2 separate regions of the Hordeum vulgare genome follow, and region 1 is linked to region 2. Evidence: chromatin contacts called from public Hi-C data. All regions are on one chromosome and are shown on one strand. Each heading gives the region's core, a stretch centred on a gene start, on an enhancer-like site or on the middle of the called end of the contact. The rest is flanking DNA. Distances are from core to core; before and after follow the strand shown.

Region 1 (2,700 bases), core at 80-2,579, 200 kb before region 2:
TCCAATGTAATAACCATCAATAAAGTAGGTGATCGAAACTAATTCTTTAAATCTGGCATCTAGAATCGTAGACTACCGAGTACACATGTGAGCTTTTGTGTTGTTGGTGGGGAGGGGAGTTGTTGCTTCACAGATATCTTAACTAGCAGTGTGGCCTTAAGACTTGAAAACATACGTACAAATAATTTGAGACGAGTCATGAACTAAGAGGCCACAACTAGAACAAGAGTGACATGATAAGTACATTGAGACGCTTAGTCCCCCAAATCTGACCTACATGGTAAAAACTGCGGTACTGGCAACAAACAAACACCAGATACACTAAATGAAAGCAATAGATATAGAATCACCAGGGTAAGAAACTGTTGAGACCTCCCATGACCATTCCACCCTTCCTATCTCAAATATCTCAAGTTCACATGATTCATGATTGTGGGATGCAGCAGTCAACCTACTTACCAAGATTGCAAAATACTCCCTCCGTCCGGAAATACTTGTCGTAGGAATGGATGTATCCGGTCGGAGGTAGTATTAACTAATTAGGTAACCATAATCCCTACTAGCTTCCACCCTTCCTATCTCAAACATTTCAAGTTCACATGATTAAGGAAAGCAGTAGCCGTCCTACTTATCACCCAAATTACAAACTATAGAATATGAATGCATTGGATAACCTTACCATTCAAATTGGTACAAACCACCTTTAAACTGGACAATCAATGGCACTGAGAGAACTAAATGAAATATTAAATCCCAATAGAACCCACGGCACTGGTCATTAATCGTTCTCCAAAACAGAATTCGTCTCATCACAAGCACAGGAGCGAACGTACCGTCCATTCCATTGTGGCAACAGAATCACACAACTAACTGTTGCCCTCTGCATCGCAAGCTACGGCTGGAGCGGGCGAGGGGGGGTGGATGGCTTACCCTTGCTGGCGCTGATGAGGAAGTAGCCGTCGGGCGTGACGGGGCTGTAGAACAGGTCGACGACCGGCCGCGAGTGGCCGTGGCAGACCAGCGGCACCGCCGCCTTCTTCTTCTCCATCTCAGCCCCTTCGCCCTCTAACCCTAACCCTATCGATCGGCTCCGGCGGCGCGCGATCGGCTCCCAACCCTAGCCCCTACGAACGAACCAAGAGAATGGAATCGAAGCAAAATAAATTGGGGGAAGTCAGATGGGAATTGTGGCGCGGATCGGCGGGGGGCGGATGGGGACGAGATGATCTGGGTCAGTGGGGTAGATTTATACGCGGATTTATTATTTGTTAGCGCAGTGGGTTCGAGCCCGGAGGCCGGCCTAGGGGCACTAGGCGAAAGGGTGGGGAAGAAGGGGCGGAGTGGGGAGGCCTCCTTTATATAGATCACACCAGTAGCGCCGAACTTGCTGGGAGATGCTGTTGCAAATTCGCGGCCACAAGGTGTGTTCACCGTAGTAAATAGCATAAAATTACTATACTTTACGGGTTAGGGTTTTAAAAAACTATCATTTTTTTCTAATAACTACCAAATCGGGATCGGTTGCTTAAAACGAAAAATGTATATTTTGTATCGTTTCTTCGAAACCTCGCTTATGTTTCACTTCCCTTCACCAACCTCAGAGGGTACTACGGGCTTAGACTTTTCAAGATATCCATAACTAAACTAAAGAAAATAGCGAAAATCATAAGAGAAGCAGGGGGTTTATATACAACCGGGGCAAAGTGGTTTATGATTGAATCTCAGAGGCATTCTTATCATTTGGTAGATCCAAGTCCATGGCCTATTTCGGGTTCACTCGGAGCTTTGGCAACCACCGTAGGAGGTGTGATGTACATGCACTCATTTCAAGGGTCAAGTGTTTAAAAAAGAGGTGACCCGAATGATTTCAATGAATTGCTATTTGATCAGATTGGAACAATTGGATTCGAAAGGAAAGAAAGACTGTGAACGAAGAGGGCCGCCCATGATCGATTGGATTCGACAAATAAAGTAGAGGGCCCGAATCCAAAACATTAAGTGCTTTTAAAATTAATCCTGATTGTGATAGTTGGGGCCGCGTGTAAAAGAAGTGTTCGGTTGACTGTTTGTTTGACCGTTAACTCGTCCTTTAAAACTTGAAAAACTCAATCAGGTCTTTGTAAATTTTCTAAAAAAAGCAATTGGGTCCCTCCTGTCCCATGCTTAGAACGAGAGGAGCTGCATCGCCCCGCCCGAGGAACGGAGCCACCAGCTAGCCGGCGACCAGGTCGCGGGTGAGGCGGATGGAGGCGTCTCAGCCGTCGCGTTCCTCGATAAAAGGCGGGGCTTCTCCAGGCGGATGGAGGCGGCTTAGAATGAGAGGAGTTGCGTTGCCCTCGCCCGAGGAACAGTGTCGGCAACCAGGTTGCGGGGTAGGTGGAGCTCCTTGCGAGCCGACGGGCAGGCATTCCTCGGCGAAAGGCTTCTCCACGCGGAGCTCCTTGCCGGCTGCTTCCGCTTCTCTTGCCCTGCGCGGCTCACGACAGCCCGTGCTCCCAAGCGTGGCGGCCCGAGCCCCTGGCCATGGTGGGTGGTGAAGGTGGCCGTCGTGAGTGGTGGAGATGCTCGAGCTCCGGCCTTTGTCGGGAGAAGCAGATGGAGAAGAAAAGAGAGAGAGGGGAGAAGAAAATGTAAGAGGAAGAAGATACATCTTAAATGTGGGTCCACAATAAGTTAACGGTCAACGGTCAACAAACGGAT
Region 2 (2,752 bases), core at 138-2,637:
CGCGCGAGGGGGTCCACGCCGCCGACGACCCACGTCTCCTTGGCGATGTCGATGGACAGCTTCAAGAAGTCCGGCGCCGTTCTCATGAACACCAGCTCGTCCCTCTTCTCCTCCACGCCCTCCTTCTCCCGCGTGGCCTCCTCGCTGCCCGCTTCTGCTCCTTTCCTCGCCAGGCCCTTCGCCGGCGCCGACCGGCACCGCATTAGGAGCAGCGCGTTCGGCGGCGGCGGCACGGACGGCGCTTTGGAGCAGTCGTCTCCCGCCTCATTGCTCGGCCGCCCGACTTCTTGATCTAGCCCGTCGTCGTCATTGTCGTCTCCGGCGTCTTGCTCGTGGGGTTCGTCGTGGCTCCTTTCCAACACCATGAGCCACTTGGAGAAGACGCTCGCGGCGGCGCTGCCTGTGCCTCCGACGGCGGAGGATTCGCGTTCGTGCTCCCCCGCATCGTCGTCGTCGTCGTCGTCCGCCAACGAGTCCACCGCGGCGGGGAGCGACGACCCGAAGCACCTCACCTTGTGCCGAAGGCTCCAGAGCGCGCCGCCGAGGAAGGGCAGCGCGTCCCTCCTGATCCCGACGGCCTCTAGCCAGCTCGCCTTCTTCCTCCGCCCCTGAAGCCGCTCGATCTCCTCCGCGACGGTGACCCACCTCCCCGCAGCAGTGCCGCCGTCGACGCCCTTACCGTTCTTCTCCACCACCGGCCTAGGCTTCTTTGGCCGGGCGACCTTGATCTGCCCGGCGCAAGTCACCTTGGGCGACTGCGGCTCGTCGTCCTCGACGGCCTGCTTCGCCTTAGACTTAGAGCCGCGGAACAGCGGGCTACCAGCGCTACCGCGCCCTCCTCCCCCGTGCCGCGTGGAGGGCGCGGCCGGGAGCTGCAGCTGTCTCCGGCGCGCGGCCACCGCCTTGTCCAGGGTCGCCCTGGACGGGCTGCACATCGACTTGGGCATCAGCGCCAGGTGCTGCCGCCCGGGGAAGCAGACGAGCAGGTCGGTCGGCGCCGTCGCCGCTGCTCCCCCGCGCGCCGCCTTGATCCTCTTCATTGCTCCCGCACGCAGCACAGCAGCGGGCGGCCGGCCGGTAGCTTTAGGGGAAGGGGAGGAGGAGGAGGGAGAAGAGGCGCTTTAAAAGAAAAGAAAGCGCGCGGATGGATGGATGGATGGGAAGGCAGCTTTCAGGGCTCGGCTTTGCCTTTGTTGGCACTTGGCACCACTGCAGATTTGTTTGTTTAGCCACTCTGTCTCATTTCTCTCTCTCTCTTTTTCATTGATGTCTCGTTTTCAATCTCCTCCTTTCCAGTCTCTGATGCTGATGCGTCTCTGTTGTTTCTGCATTTCTGCTGCTTAATCTAGTACGTACGTAGGACTGATTGACTGGCCAGGGGCAGTGCAGCAGCCCGACACGGAATATTGCTGCCATGCAGCTTCTGTCTTGGTTTCATGAGAATTCCACTTGTGTTCTTGCCCTGCCCGTGTCACCTAAACGTTTGCAAAATATTCAGGGGAAATGCTATCTGGCGAACTTTCGTCAGGAGCCGGATCCTGACGAACACCCCGAGATCTTACCCCACACCCTCGAGGGCAATTAAACAAATTGTCATGACGAACCAACCTCTAATTGAATGGTTAGAGAAACAATGATACTTTTAGCTTACTAGGGTTTAAAGTTCTGGTGCTTGCATTATTTTTGGATTTATTTTATAATTTTGGTGATGTGTATTCAGTGAGAGGAAAGATTTTCGTCGACGATGAGACACCTATGATGACTTCATAAATCTTAAAATGATATGTCGATTCAGTCTTTTTTTTTGCTTGGTAATATGTGCCTCATTCATATCATAAAAATCAAACTACAAGTCATATAAAAATCGACATGGCAAAACTGAAAAGATAGAAAAACATCTCTGAGTCTGACATCAACATCCGTCACCTGCCTCCGCCACCACCACAGGAGCCATCGAATAACCTTCTCACCCGAGCTCGACGCGGCTCCACGCTGATATGCAACTTTACGGACCTTCAAGGTGGCTCATCAAAAGTGAAGCCCTTGCCGTTGAATGAATTAGACTAGGGCAACACCCCGGACACGCCATCAAACTCCAGATCTGACACCCCATCACGACTAAGACGCCGAAGTAGGAAACCATACCTGCCATCCACGGACCACAAACCCAACACACGTTCCGTCTTCCAGGTGTCGTTGATGCAGACCACAATCTACATCCGCTCCTGGACTACCTCCCAAGCTCCGCGCCGACGCTGGAGCAAACACCGTCGCAACGGCGGAGCCCGAGGACACAGGTCCACCACGATGATGCCGCCGTCGTCACTCATCCTTGCTTGAACAGACTGGTTTCTAAATCCATTCCCAACCATAGGGCCGATGGCCTCATCAGGGAAGGATCCGAATAATCATTATTCAGCGTAGTCATCGCCGCTGTCGAAGCCAAGACGATGAACAATCTAAAAACCTAGACCACAAAAACTTAAAACGATCCACACACGTGGATCCGGCGACCATCCTCACCACCGGCGATCGGGGTAGTCGGCGGAGGAAAGTCGTCGTAGGACAGTCCTGGAAGATTGTCCTCTCCTGGCGGTGGCTATGGTTCCAGCCGCGAGTGGAGAGAGGAAAACACTTTTGTCGATTCAGTCTCTCAGAGATACTTATAAAAATAGGAAATGTGTGTATATTCATAAAGATGAGCGTATGCACGTATGTATGTGTGTGTGTGTATATATATATATATATATAT

What was found. Hi-C and Micro-C count contacts between places; a contact is called where the count stands out from the background.
Region 1: a Hi-C map of leaf shows a contact between it and region 2, with 4 times the contacts expected there. The contact joins the promoter of LOC123395389 here to the promoter of LOC123396371 in region 2. A contact is called at or near these places in 1 of 6 Hi-C or Micro-C datasets (leaf) and 1 of 1 datasets of contacts at active chromatin or transcription factors (embryo).

The regions. Positions count from the first base shown.
Region 1 is chr5H:409,224,304-409,227,003 of MorexV3_pseudomolecules_assembly, reverse strand. It overlaps LOC123395389 (serine-threonine kinase receptor-associated protein-like), which reads right to left and starts at 1,329. Exons shown (of 7, transcript XM_045090382.1): 1 at 931-1,329. The coding sequence starts at 1,048.
Region 2 is chr5H:409,026,406-409,029,157 of MorexV3_pseudomolecules_assembly, reverse strand. It overlaps LOC123396371, which reads right to left and starts at 1,387. Exons shown (of 1, transcript XM_045091326.1): 1 at 1-1,387. The coding sequence starts at 1,040.